3 separate regions of the Mus musculus genome follow, and regions 1 and 3 are each linked to region 2. Evidence: chromatin contacts called from public Hi-C and HiChIP or PLAC-seq data. All regions are on one chromosome and are shown on one strand. The core of a region is the stretch at or near the end of the contact, and the rest is flanking DNA. Distances in the headings are between cores, read along the strand shown.

The links. HiChIP or PLAC-seq counts read pairs in DNA pulled down with a chosen protein or histone mark. A called contact is a pair of places that touch in the nucleus more often than the background predicts.
Region 1: a contact with region 2 is called in a CTCF HiChIP or PLAC-seq map of large pre-B cells, with 4 times the contacts expected there. The contact joins two enhancer-like sites. A contact is called at or near these places in 2 of 15 datasets of contacts at CTCF or cohesin (CD8 T cells and large pre-B cells), 2 of 484 Hi-C or Micro-C datasets (both in nephron progenitors) and 3 of 115 datasets of contacts at active chromatin or transcription factors (the 230-238 cell line, CD8 T cells and large pre-B cells).
Region 3: a Hi-C map of muscle stem cells shows a contact between it and region 2, with 2.3 times the contacts expected there. The contact joins two enhancer-like sites. A contact is called at or near these places in 11 of 484 Hi-C or Micro-C datasets (the Ba/F3 cell line, cortical neurons, embryonic fibroblasts and 4 more), 1 of 115 datasets of contacts at active chromatin or transcription factors (fibro-adipogenic progenitors) and 1 of 9 other capture datasets (adipose tissue).

What each region holds. Positions count from the first base shown.
Region 1 is chr14:14,486,695-14,491,309 of GRCm38.p6, forward strand. No RefSeq gene overlaps it. Among named protein-coding and RNA genes, the nearest start is that of Il3ra, 140 kb to the left of the region's middle. Within about 2 kb of position 2,922, at least 4 of the 459 cell types and tissues checked have an H3K27ac peak or open chromatin away from gene starts, as enhancers often do.
Region 2 is chr14:14,637,579-14,642,521 of GRCm38.p6, forward strand. No RefSeq gene overlaps it. Among named protein-coding and RNA genes, the nearest start is that of Slc4a7, 63 kb to the right of the region's middle. Within about 2 kb of position 3,148, at least 88 of the 459 cell types and tissues checked have an H3K27ac peak or open chromatin away from gene starts, as enhancers often do. A contact at or near this core is called in muscle stem cells, where this site is marked.
Region 3 is chr14:14,860,755-14,865,677 of GRCm38.p6, forward strand. It overlaps Nek10 (NIMA (never in mitosis gene a)- related kinase 10), which reads left to right. Exons shown (of 35, transcript NM_001195229.1): 16 at 1-87; 17 at 172-300; 18 at 797-934; 19 at 2,702-2,747; 20 at 4,639-4,760; 21 at 4,879-4,923. Among named protein-coding and RNA genes, the nearest start is that of Nek10, 42 kb to the left of the region's middle. Within about 2 kb of position 1,412, at least 15 of the 459 cell types and tissues checked have an H3K27ac peak or open chromatin away from gene starts, as enhancers often do. A contact at or near this core is called in muscle stem cells, where this site is marked.

The DNA.
Region 1 (4,615 bases), core at 1,672-4,171, 150 kb before region 2:
TTTTACCCTAGGTCTCCGGGATATTTAATTTGAATCTTGTCACCCATGCAGTTTGGGGTGTAGGTTCCATCTGTTGGAGCAAGCCTTAAGTCAAATGCAGCACTGGTTACTCCTATAAGCATTGTGCCACAATTGTCCTGGAATATATTGAAGGCAGGATGGCATTGTAGGTCAAAGGGTTTGTGGCTGGATTGTTATGTTTCTCTTTGCTAGCATACAGAGTCGCTTCCTATACTGAAGACTCTAGAACTTAGGGGTGAAGGTTCTATGTAGGCACCAGCTTGACCCCTCCATGTTCAATGAGTTGAGTGGGTATTATCTGTAGCAACAGGGCCTCATTATTGATGAATTTCTTTAATCTTGAGTCTAATATACATTGCATTCTTTATATAACTTTTTGTTCTCATTAATCACTAAAGCTGGAAGAAACAGAAGAATTTGTTATATCTTCATCAAATACAAAACTTTGTAAGAAGGGGAAGTAGAATGAGAAAAATTCAATCAATAAATTTAAAGTTGCAGTTACTTGGGGGTATGAAGTGCTGGTGTAATATTGCATGACTGGGTAACTCTAGAAAGCAGCTATGTATGCTGCATCTCAAAACACAGAAAAAATATTTTGAATATGTTACAATAAAAAAGTAATGCTCTTAAGAGCTTGTTGTGATCATAAAAAGAGAAAGAGCTATTAAGATATGTTCTGGCAGGGTGTGGGGGAAGTGGGTGGCTTGGCAGGCCCATGTCAAGGCATCCCTTCCCCCTGAGAGACCACACCCACCCACCAGTATAGTATAGAATAGTGTTTATTCAGGGCAAGAGGAGAGGAGTAAGAGAGTAGAAGGGGCAGAGAAAGGCAGAGAGAAGTAGAGAGTAGAGAAGTGGAGGCCAGTCATGGCCATGTGGAGAGAGGGGGGAAGAGAGGAAGAGCAAGGGGGCAAGAGGCAAGAGAGGCAAGAACATAAGAGAAAGGAGGGGCCAAGCCTACCTGGCTGCTGCCAGGTAACTGTGGAGAGGAGCATACCTGGCTGCTGCCAGGAAGTGTGGGGGTGGAGTTTAGACAGAATAGCAACAATCCCCCATTTTGGTTTAGTTAAAAAAGAAAAAAATTAGAAAGAGGTGATGGTGAAGCAGGAATAGGGTCATTGGTGATATCTGGCTGCTTCATGCTAACATTGGGGTGACAGTGTCTCTGGAGAACCTAGAGAAATGAGTATGGGGGGGGGGTGTTTGTCCAGTCTTTGGAGAGTTGGCTGTTTCCTTGATGTCCAGGGTCTGTGGCACCATGTGAGGATAGGTTGGAAGAACAGGTCCAGTAAGAAGCATTGCTGAGAGGAGATTGGAGCATGTGAGGTTGCTTCTCTGGAGTGGTCCTGGATGTAGCAAGTGCCGGACTTGACAAGATGCTGGAGCACATTGTTATCGGTAGAGAATAAGATTAAGTACATTTGGGAGAAAGAAAAAATTTTTCTTAAAATGTCCATTTGAAACCCAGAGGAGTCCTACCCTTAGGAATAGGTAGCAAGTGGGAACTTTGGGCAGATGTACTTATCTGGAGGTAGGCTATTTGGTCCATGAGAAGTAGATCTGAGTAGGTTTCCTGTAGCTTATAAGTTTATAAGAGAGATAACAGCATGAGTTAACCACATGAACAGTCTTTAAGATGAACCTTTTCTGGAGCACAAGGAACAAGATTATAAGTTGGATCATATAGTGGAATGTTTTATTAGAGTTAGGCAAATTTGTAGGAACTCAGATATTAGAACAGTGGCATAGCAAGAAGAGGAAATATGAAGCGTTAAATTAATGGAAACAGAGTTTAGGTAAGGAAATAGCTGTCTATCTGTCAATGTAGTCAGAAGTTTGAGAAAGAATAAACAATAATTTAGCAGTTATATTATTTTAAAAATGACAGAGTCCACTAGCCAATGGCCTCAATGGCAGCTTGTGCAGTCAGTCAGAAGTTAATGACAGTAGTAAAAATCATATTAAGACAGGATAGAAATGAAAACTCTAGGTAACTTTAGCAAAGAGGCATATGGTTAGAACCAGTATAAGAGAGCTGGCAACAGTGACATAAAATTGTGGTGAAAGAAAATGAGTTGTCCAGGCAGATTTAAGCCTGTGACATAAACTGAACCTGCAGGGAGCATGAATAGGTAAGCGCTTTGGCCTTTTGTTTATTTACCAGACTGCTGGCAGTATGTGTGAAGATCCCTTAAAATATGTTTAAGAACACTTTAGCGTCCATTGGGTGACAGCGGATGGGGGTGTCACTGAACCTTTCATACCAGGGTCCCAAGTAAAGAACTCAGTAACGGGTCAGTATACAGTCAAACTAGAAATTCAGGTCATATGAATAACTAGAGACTTCAGCGACGGGCAATTTCCTGGAAATTGTTAGAAAGCAATTTAACCTGGTACCAGGATTTTCCGGCCAGCTGCAAGAGCCAAAAGTGTTTATGAATTGCCTTCGAGAAGGAAGTCACCCAAAGGTCCGATGTCCTAACTTGTAGGTCAGCCAGGAGGCTGCTCTTAAGAACTGGGGCATTGAAAGTCATCACCTTAGCCCACAGGAGGCTGGCCAGGAGCTATCTGGGCACATAGGATCCCTCCCACCAACTGGAGAAACTCCTTATCAATCAATATGCCGGTGTGTGTTTTCAGACTTCTGCAGTCTGGTAGCAGAAAATGTGTAACTGAATGGTTGGTTTGGGCTCGGCTGATTGGCATAACCCACATGGCAGAGGCTGGGAACTGAATGGCAGCAGCTCCTGTGGGAGCTCCCTCGTGCACATGAGCGCAGGAGAAGGTTGTGCCACTGTGGGGTGGAACTTCCTACCAGCAGCTGGGAGTCACAGCCCACGGTGTTAGGGGAAAATAAGGACCCAAAGTAGCATAGAGAGGCCAGGACCAGCAGAGCATAAACAGGCTGAGGGAACCAAGCATGGACAGTCCCAGGCGAGACAGACTCCAAGCAGAAAGCCAAGGAGTTGGGGAGGTCAGCAAACAGGGTCCGTGGCAGAGGCAGGCAAATTTGTTTTACAGGCAAACCATCTAAACTAGCAGGCTGCAAGTGAGAGAGGGAGAAGGGGAAAGGCTCAGCTATATAGCAGACTGGCCCAAGGGCGAGACAGATGGGGGGTTTACAGACCTAGTCTTGAATTCTCAGCCTCAAGAAAGAGGAAAGGGAAATGTCACCCAAGGGAAAACACAGGGGTAGCTCTGAGATCAAGAAATCTTCTCTGGGACCATCCAGATGGTCACTCTGACCAGTGGAAGTGGGGGCTTACCAGATCTGGGCTAGCAAGCATGTGGCTGAGATGGGATGCAAACCTGCAGAGTTTTTGGATCTGAATCACAGCACCAATGTTGTGATTATAAAAAGAGAAAGAGCTATATGAATATGTTCTTGTGGAGTGTGGGAGAAGTGGGTACCTCGGCGGGCCCATGCCAAGGCAGCTCTTCCCCCTGAGAGACCAGACCCACACCGTTATAGTATAGAATAGAGTTTATTCAGGGCAAGGGGAGAGGAATTCAGAGAGTAGTAGAGACAAAGAAAGGCAGAGATAGGGAGAGTACAGGAGGCCTGCCTTGCCACGTGGAGAGAGGGAGGAAGAGAGGTGGAGCAAGGGGGCAAGAGACAAGAGAAAGGCAAGAGCATAAGAGAGAGAAGAGGGGCCAAGCAGCCCTTTTATACTGGGTCAAGCCTACCTGGCTGCTGCCAGGAACTGTGGGGGTAGAGTTTAGACAGAATTCCAACAGAGCAAGATCTTTTTAACTTGATTATACAGTGTATATAGCTCTTGAGATATATTATTGGGTACTGTATTGATGTTTATAATTTTTCTACTTGTGTACCAGTTAAAATTCTTTATTGAAAAAAATAATAATGGGCAGGGCAGATACTTACCATTATGAATCTCTACTTTGCCCTTTCCCTGGTGCCTGGGCATGAAAGCATGATAAAGCAGAGGTCAGAGAGTTGAAGGTGCCTGAAGAAGTAAGCCAGGGCCTGAGTCATTCTCATTTGCTATTAAAATACTCATTTGCCTCTGGCCTGTTCCTTTCAACTCCTCTGCAGTTGATCTCAGGGTCTGTGCCTGTGTCTCTGCTCTAACATGTATTCATGATACAGCAGAAATATACTAATGATAATACAGCAAAAGAAATTGGCAGCACATACTCCAGTTTTTGTAAATTACTCAGCCTGCCTCACTTTGTCCTCAGTATGAATCCCCAGTTTCTCATTCATGTTTCTTTCAGGTGGGACTGAGTGAGCAAACCCAACAAGTCTATCTCTGTACCAATTTCATCACTAAATTCTAACAAACTTGGTCTTGAGTACTGTCCTCTTTCTGAGCATTTGAAGGCAGTATACAGAGCTTATTTGACCATTGACTCAAATTAGAAGGCATGTTTGAGGATGTATAACGTTTGGGCTAAAGATGTATGTACATGTTGAGTACCTGTTGAAGGTAGAAATAACACACACACACACACACACACACACACACACACACACAACTAGATCTGAGATATAGTGTCCTCAGTGGTCATTTACAGATACCCTAATCTTCTCAGCATACTAATATAATCAGGGTGTTGTGTGTGGCCC
Region 2 (4,943 bases), core at 1,898-4,397:
TTCCAAGTGCGGTCAAAGGTTGGAGCTATAGTGCTTCCAGGTTCTTATTTCTCAGCTTAAAAAAGCGTAGGGATGTCTGGACAGGCGTAGAAATAGTGACACTTCATTAATTTCAAGGATGGAATTGAGTCAGACAGCTAAGGTAGGTGAGAGAGAGGCCCAGAAACATTGAGACTTTTCTCATTTACACGGTAGGTTGTCTTAACTGTGTTCTGTTCCTTACATGTAGTTCTTGGTACAGGAATGATGTTCTAATATGCTTTTGCTAATTATTTCCTTTCAAATGTTGATCCTGATTGCTGCCACTGTTCAGTCAGGGTTCAAGCATTTGAGAAGTAGAGAGAGAGAGTAGAGGTCAAAGCCAGTATAAGAAGAACCTGCCTCAAAAAAAAAAGCCAAAAACAAATAAAAATAAAAAGGCATATATCTATATGTGCATATTTATTATATATGTAATATATTTTTATATAGAGAGAGACAGAGATAGAGTACTGTTATAGTTTAAATGTGAAACGCCTGACACATACATGCACATACACACGTGCACCCCCACACATGCCCTCTCTCTCTCTCTCTCTCTCTCTCTCTCTCACACACACACACACACACACACACACACACACACACACACCACAGACTTACCTTATGGATTTGAATACTTGGTATTAGGTTTTTCCCCAACTCGTGGTGCTGTGAATGAGACCCATGACCATATCACGGTAGGTAAACACTCTACCGTACAGTTACATCCTCAGCCCATTTTAAAAATTATTTTTAATTTGAGGTAGGGTTTTACCAAGTCCAAGCAGGCCTTGACCCTTGTGTGTCTTTCCCCTAAGTAGCTGAAACTGCAGGTCTGTGCTATTTCACCTGGATGATGGTGCTGCTTGAGGAAATTACAGAATCTTCTGACATTGGACCTAGCTGGTGGGTATAAGGCTGGGGGTCGGGAAGTGCACTTTGAGAATAACAGCCCAGTCTCTCCTTCCCACCTGGCTCAGTGTGTCCTTATCTGCAGAGATGTGTGCCAAGTGTAGAAGTTCCCACAATCACAGACCAAGCTGTTTCAGCTGCCATACTTTCTCTGCCATGTCAACATGGTAACCTGAGTTTGATCCACATGGTAGTAGAAAAGAACCGACTCCTATAAGCTGTCCTCCGACTTACATGTGCATCCATAAATCAATGAATTTTTGGTTTTGTTTTAAGAAGGGAGAAGGGAGAGAGGGAGGGAAGGGGAAGAAGGAGAGAGAGGAAGAGGGAGGGAGAGAGGAGGGAGAGAGAGAGACAGGGAGAGGGAAGAAAGCTTGAGTAAGCAAGTTTCTGGCCTTTCTTTCTTCCTATTTACTAAGATGCTATGTGCCACACGTTCTTGATGCATAGACTGCAAAGTAGAAGCAGCATGCTTAGTGTGGTAGACTAAAATCACAGGAATCATCTTGGGGACCAGCAGTTGCCAAAACTATCCTGGATAGCTTACGATTAGGCAGGTAACAGGAAAGCAAATACTCTTCTATTTTACAGACACTGTTACTAGGAGGCCAAGGTTATGAAGGAAGTAATCTGTCCTGGAACACGTCTTAGCTTTAAGTACTTTATATAGTGCTCATGACCTGCAAGGCTTTTACAGCTCAATTTGATACACCTATCATATTTCCTGTTCACATACCCAGCCTATATGGTTGTGAATTTTTGGCCCTCGATCCTGTTGTGGATTCTCACACATCCTTAACATGAAAGATTAGAACCTGTTACTTAAGTCCTGTGCCAACTCATTCTGAGTCAGTGGCTTCCACACAGCATAAACTTGTTCTCTAATTCCTTCTGTGAAGATTAGCCTGCATAGAAAGATGGCACTTGCCTTGAGAGAAGGAATTCTGCTCTTCGTTTTCAAGCCCCACCACGCAGAGCTTAGAGCAAGATTGAGCAACTGTTAAGTACCACATGAACACTGCCCCTCTGGAGTTAGTATCTGCGTAATTCACGTGGGATTCACATACTGCCACAAATGACTGGCTGACATTTTGGTTCAGTAGCCTAGCATAATAGCCAATTCTCATATGTCAAGATAATCAGAAAGACAATTCTGTACTAAGGTCCAGATTCAACAAAGAGGAGGGCACCATGGCAAGCTACCAAAAGGGCAGGGAAAGTCTCTGTAGCTGTTGGCCCCTGTTGCAGATATCTTGATGCCAGATGGCAAATTCTTGCTAGATGCAATAAAGAATGATCTCTGATTTTATGGGCCAGAAAGACAGCCTCTGCACCCTTGGCTCACACTGCAGGAACACAGGTCACAGGGCCATGCTCAAACCCTAAGCCACAGACAAACTCATCCCAACAGATGGCAAGTGCTCTTAACAGAATTTGAACCACATTGAAGACAAGAGGTTCTGGTTTTCACTTGGTCCGTGTCTACATCATCCAGGCATGGACCATGCTTAGCCAGCAAGACAAGCAGAGAAGGTGGAAACATCTGCATAAAAGAAGAGAAACTTCATCCTGTGGAAAGGAAGCACATGCAGCTTGCCTAGCCAGTCAGGAAGGAGTCTGGGTTCCAGGTCACAGATGGCAGCTCCCAGGCTCACATGCAAGGGAGTGGGTGTGGGGACGGACCTTGCTCTCCTTTCTCCAGGGAGTAGCTAAGCTGTTTTCAGCATATCAAGTTGCCCAGCCTCCTGCTTGCTAGTAGTGAAGTGGGACTCAGTCTGGCTAGTTAACATCAGGACTATACTCCTGATGCGGGGGAGGCATGGTATGTTCCCTTTTCTGTGACTTTCAAGGAAGTAGATTTAGCTGTGCTCTGAGCTTCACAGCACTTAACAGAGAAGACAGCACGGAGGATTAAGCTTGCTGTCTTGAGGCCAACTGTTTGTGAAACAAAATCCCCACCCCTTGAGCTTCCCAGTTGCAGAGGCTGATGAAGTCCTTTTGTAGTCATTTGACTACTTTGTGTTTCTGTCACTTGCAGCTGAAGAAGAGCAGATTCTAGTACATGGTATATGAAGATGTTCTTTGACTGAATATCCTGCTGATGATTTTAAAAGGGACAAATGGATCCATTTAAAATGGGAACTGTTATGGTGGTGCAATATGGAAAGGGAACACCATTGACATAGCCTCCTGTGCTTTTACTTCCTGGTAAAATTGACCACATACATGTTATGAGCCACAGTTTTCTTATCTGCAAACTGCAAGGTCATTACTAGCACCTTCCTAGTGGTTATGAGGGTAAATTGAAGTCTACAGTGTCTGGCATAGCAGCTCCTCTAACAGGGATGGTGCTGGTGACAGTGGTGAAAGAAGAGAAGAAGGGAGGAAGAGCTGAGGAAGAAGTAGAGAGGGTTAACTAATGTCTTTAAGTAATATTATGTCAGAGTAGGTAAAGTACTTCTTTCAAACAAGTCCAGGTGAGTTTGGGTTTTGCTGCCAAATGAGATACAGAAACTCAGCTCTCGGGGACTGCAGTACATTTCAAGGTTAGTGGATTTGAACTTGATTCTCATTGCTTGAGAATCCATTCTCATTCCAATTTCAGTGAACCCTGACAGAGCTGTAAAAGGCCAGCTCTCTGGGAGAGCATCGCATGATGCAGTCAAAGCAGTAGAAAAGTCAGGAGCAAAGCCAAGGGCTGGACCTTGTACTTAACTGCCTTCTTCATCCTTTGGCCTACATCACTGAGAAATACATGAGCCTTGACACAAGTTAGGACCAAGGGCAAGAGACAAAAATCCCCACAGACCTCTCCAGAGTTATTCCTTCATGCTCTGCATGCAGCACACCCAAGGAGACTTCCTCCTAAGTCATTCTAGTATGGGTTGCAACTACTTTGTAGGTAGACTTAGAAGCTTCGTCTAACTTCCCTGAAGAATCTGTTCACTAAGGGATCAGCTGTATTTATCCTGAAGAAAGTGTCAAGTGACTGTTTCAGCGTTCAACCACACAAGGAATTATTTGGAACCATTATCTTCAATGCATAGATAAACAGTACAGTTGCAAGCAACTGACTCAGATGTAAGTAACTGCCCATGCCAGAGTTTCTTAGAATATCTTTTTTTTTCACTTTCTCATCTTTTTTTAAAATATTTTTTATTACGTATTTTCCTCAATTACATTTCCAATGCTATCCCAAAAGTCCCCTATACCTACCCCCCCACACTTCCCTACCCACGCATTCTCATTTTTTTGGCCCTGGCGTATAAAGTTTGTGTGTCCAATGGGCCTCTCTTTCCAGTGATGGCCGACTAGGCCATCTTTTGATATATATGCAGCTAGAGTCCAGAGCTCCGGGGTACTGGTTAGTTCATAATGTTGTTCCACCTATAGGGTTGCAGATCCCATTAGCTCCTTGGGTACTTTCTCTAGCTCCTCCATTGGGAGCCCTGTGATCCATCCAATAGCTGACTGTGATCATCCACTTCTGTGTTTGCTAGGCCCCGGTATAGTCTCACAAGAGGCAGCTATATCTGGGTCCTTTCAGCAAAATCTTGCCAGTGTATGCAATGGTGTCAGCATTTGGGAGCTGATTATGGGGTGGATCCCTGGATATGGCAGTCTCTAGATGGTCCATCCTTTCGTCTCAGCTCCAAACTTTGTCTCTATAATTCCTTCCATGGGTGTTTTGTTCCCAATTCTAATAAGGGGCAAAGTGTCCACATTTTTGTCTTCGTTCTTCTTGAGTTTCATGCGTTTAGCAAATTGTATCTTATTGTATTTTGGGTATCCTAAGTTTTGGGCTAATATCCACTTATCAGTGAGTACATATTGTGTGAGTTCTTTTGTGATTATGTTACCTCACTCAGGATGATGCCCTCCAGGCCCATCAATTTAGCTAGGAATTTCATAAATTCATTCTTTTTAATAGCTGAGTAGTACTCCATTGTGTAAATGTATCACATTTTCTGTATCCATTCCTCTGTTGAGGGGCATCTAGGTTCTTGCCA
Region 3 (4,923 bases), core at 162-2,661, 220 kb after region 2:
CTGTTTGAGACCTTCATTGACATAGGACATTACGTTCGTGATATTGGTGCTTATAAGGACTTGGTATCACAGTTGAATTTACTATTGGTAAGTCTTGAGTTCTAAATATTTGGGCAGGCTGCTCTGGGATCAGGATAGTAGTAACCAATTTTCCTTTTATGACTTGGTTAGGAAGATGAGCTGAAGCAAATTGCTGAGAATATTGAAAGCATCAATCAGAAGAAAGCGCCCTTGAAGTACATAGGTGACTATGCTGTGTTGGACCACCTTGGAAGTGGAGCTTTTGGCTGTGTTTATAAGGTGAGTCTGCCCTGGGAGATAGTTCTCATGTTTCAAAACAAATTTGAAGTAACACTCCAGATGGCCATACTCATTTTAATTGAAGTCCTTATCATTGAAAACTAGTGAAGAAGTACAGATAGAGATGAGAGTGCTGGTTGTATCCAACACTGGGTGGTAATTATGTGAGTGTTGCCTTGGCTCTCAGCTCTAGTACCTGGTCCCTGACAGGGCATCCTTCACAGAAAATGAATCAAAATAGCTTGTCCCAGTGCATGACATAGTTTATAAACTTTCACCAGTGTTTCTACACCTGCCCAGGGAAAGCCTGTTGAGTCCTGCAGTGGGGACCAGACCAGAAGGTAACAGGTTTGAGCTCTCTCAGCTTAGTGTAAATGCAGCTAGACTCTCATGCTATGTGTTGGTTAACCATGTATGTAATTTTGTTATTCTAGTTCATCTGTCTTTGTCTAACCCTCAATTCTCAGCATTTAATTAATTGCTTTCCTTATTGTAGGTTAGAAAGCGTAGTGGTCAAAATCTTTTAGCAATGAAGGAGGTCAATTTGCATAACCCAGCATTTGGAAAGGATAAGAAAGACCGAGACAGCAGTGTCAAGAACATTGTTTCTGAATTAACAATAATTAAGGAGCAGGTAAATATTGTCTTATTTCTGAGATGTCTCTGATATAAATGTCATTGAAGCTGAGCTCTGCTGCTGTTCTTGTCCATGCCGTTTATAAATCAGTTCGGTATGAAATACTGGACATTGGTGCAGTGATATTTTTGCCAGTGTTTTTCCTAAAGCTTGTTATTGAGTCATGGAAACTCTTTTAGGAGTTTATAGCAGGGCCTTGGATGCAAAACAGTTGAGCTTACAAACCAGAACACACCATGTATGCTTAGCTACTGAGTTACTGCATAGGAACAGGAGAAAGACACCCTTAATGGAGTGCTGGGAATTTGAGAAAGACCACCCTCCAACTTCAGTCAGCTAAAGCCAACCTGTTGACACCCCTCAAGTCTGGCTTATTAAATCTAAAATGTAGGTTTTGTTTCATTTCCCCTTTCTAGAGCAGGCTTGTGTAGTCTAGGCTGGTCTTAGCCCTGCTCTGTAGTACAGACTGACCTTCAGGACCCGCCCCCCCCTTTCCTGGCTCCCTGTCCTAAGTGCTGAGATTAGGGGTGGGCCCCACTGTCTTCTGGGTTATTTTTATTATCATGAATATGTGACATAATCGCTCAATTAGCTGTCATTATGAAGGAGTATTGGAGGAAAACGGAGCGCAGGCGAGAAATGGGAATTCTTTCTGTAATCCGAGAAGATGCTGGTTCCTTTCCCAGCTCTCCTTGTTTGTGCATTTCTGTTTCTAAGTTCTAGGAAGCTGCCAGCCTCACTGCGCCCTGCAGTCATGTTTGCTTGGTGTCACAAACATGGTCTTTATTCATTGAAACCTATAGTTTGACATCACTAAGTTACAACAAAAGTCACCACTAATGGATTAGATCGCAAGAAGCCATCCCATCCGTTCAGAAACTCATCCTGTCCCCACTTGCTAGTTGATTTGGGTGCTAATTTGTTTAAGTGCGTTTCCTAAGAAAAAGGGTCCAGAAGAGGCCAATCAGGGTGCCACAGTTTAGATTTTGATGTCACTGAAGATTGTCCCTCCTGTGGGAGCCACCTGAACCAAAAAGAAGGATGTCATGGAATACAGAAGCCATAGGTACGGGAGTGAGAGACCCTGTCTGCTAAGAGGTGACAATGAGCACAGCACAGAGGCTTCGAACTACCAGGCTTAGAGAATGGCACAAGTTGGCATTATTCCCTGTTCCATGCAACTGCTGGTGACACCTTCCCATCCCAAGTGGGAAAAGCAGCAGAAAGGACACTTCCAGGGCTGAGGGACAGACAAATGTCACTGCTGCCTGGGAAGCCACATCCTGGCTACTCTGCTGCTGATAACCCTGAGACCGCTGGGTTGGTGTGAGTAGCAGCTACGTGGGCCCCACTCAGAGGGACACTCAGAGGCACAAACCATTTATAGACATCATGGCAATTCCTCTGAAACAAGACACTTTACCTAGAAACTACATTCTAAATAAATAGTTGGAGACATTTTACACCATTTTTCTTTTTTAGAACTTTCTCCCTCCCTGTGTAGCTGAGGCCCAACCCTGGGGCAGAGCATGCTAAGGGAATCGTTAAGGAACTGATCAGTCCTAAACCTGTCCACTGCCCATTAGGAAGTGCAGCATCTTCTAGCCTGGTTCACAAAGGCATGGAGGACACTGTCTCTTTCATTAACTTAAAAAAGTCATTTAAAACCTTAAATGGCAGCTGGCAGTCTTAGATGAAACTTCAGTGTACAAAAGCTTGTGTTTTGAAGAGTCTGATAAGTGTTTGCTATTTGTTTTCTTACAGCTTTATCATCCCAATGTTGTACGTTATTATAAAACATTTTTGGAAAGTAAGTATGAATTGCTTTCTAAGTAAGGAAACATATGTTTGTTATTTATATACATTTATATTATGTTGGCAGAAAATAAACCCATTCAGCTATTTTCTACTGGCTTTTATTATTAGGCATTGCTTTCTTAAGCAGTAAAATAATTTTTTAATTGATGACCTGAGAATACTTAAAATATTTTGATCTGTATTATATAGAGGCACAGTGTGAATAAACAAAAATAATTAAATTATTGTACAGAAAAGGAACTGTAGAAGAAAAAGAGAAAAGAGAACTAAAGCATGATGTTTTATTTTTCTTTTTGCAAGCTCACAGCAGCATCTAGTGGCATTTTCCACCCCTAATAAAATGGATTGGACTCCGCCTTCAAGGTTTTTTTTTTTTTTTCTCACAAATTTCAGTAGATGCCACCAGGTGGCGCCAGAGTCCTGGCTGAGCCTGCAGGCTGGCTGGCTTGTTTCCTGCTTGTGGGATGGAGAGCACAGTCAAACAAAGCCAAACTCAGTCGCTTGTTTACAAGTGAAGGAAGTATTGAACTTAACCATCTGTAGCATAAAATCCTGAAGTATTAGCCGGGCATGGTGACTCAGTCCTTTAATCCCAGCACTTGAGAGGCAGAGGCCGACTGTGTGTGTTTGAGGACAACCTGATCTACATAGTGAGTTTCAGGCTGGGCATGGCTGCATAGAGAGACCCTGTCTCAATACTAAACAGAAGCTGTTCTGTATGCAGCTCAATTGCTATGTTTTTACCCATTTCCCTTCTTTAAGTGATTTAGATGGACTCCTTCCTCCTTACGTGCTAGTTCTTAATATCGGGATTATTCCTGTAATTAAAGCTATCAGATTTAGTTCCTGACTTAGACTGAAGTAAGTACAAGTCATTACAAAAACAAAACACTTAACCTGACGACTTCCAAAATAAATTGAAGGAAACTTAAAATATGTATAATATTACCAAGTTATAAACTATGATGAAGAAGACTATAATTTGAGAAAATGAAAACAAACAGCTAAGCATAGTGCAGGCAATATGTATTTCTTGGAATGGTGAAACTTGGGAATCTATAAATGTCCGTAAGAGAGATGCTATATGGTTTATTCATTTTTGCAATCCTGTGAAAGGCAACAGGAAGAACAGTGTGCTTACATTCATGCTGCAGTGTGAGACTGGTGGAGAAGCCAGTGGGCAGGATGGGAGATGTCTGTCCTTTGCAGGCAGATTGTGTATGTGTGTATTTTGTGTATGTCCAACAGTCAGAAAAGACACATGTCACATATCATTATTAGTAGTTCAAATTGGCTTTAAAGGAGTGTATTCAGAGAACAAAAACAGCAACAAGAAAACCAAAAACCCAAACAGTGCTAAACCCTTGTAAACCCTAACATAAAATCAGAGTCCAGGTCTCTCTACTCGAGAGGGGCCTAGCAGTAATCTCTGTCATGGGTAGGTGCTTTAGTCTGTGTTATTGCAACATCATAGCGTGATCCGTGGGTAAGTTTGTATGACATAATCTATGTCACCATACAAAATGCAATTTATAATGCGGTTTTCTGAACGTCTTATTTGATCCGAGGTACTAAGAGGCAGGCCTCGTGACTTGAGACAGTTGGCTTACTGTCTTTGACATGGTTCAGGCATTCTATGGTATAAGCAGAAAATGATTATGCTTGCCAGAGAGGAGAAAGTCTGGAGTCAGAGGAAGTTGCTGCTAGGCTGTGACTGCCCCAAGGGCAGCTCTGTGCTCTGCCAGCATTCAGTGGATCCTGACACTAAGTTTTCCGTTTTGTGCTCCAACACTCCTTGGAAAGCCCGGGTTCTAATTTGTGAAGGTTTTCCAGGGCTTTATACTGACTTTACATTTCTGTGACTCCTTTTTGCTTTTGCATAGATGACAGGTTGTATATCGTTATGGAGCTGATAGAAGGAGCCCCACTTGGAGAGCACTTTAATTCTTTGAAGGAAAAACATCACCATTTCAGTGAAGAGCGACTGTGGAAAATATTTATACAGGTACACTACACCCTTCATTGAAATTTTCTTTATACAACAAAGTTCTGAGCTACCTTAGAGATACACTGTTGGTTACGTATATGGCAGGAATCAAATTTGCTTCCATTCTTGTTTCAAGCTGTGCTTAGCTCTTCGGTATCTGCACAAGGAGAAGAGGATTGTT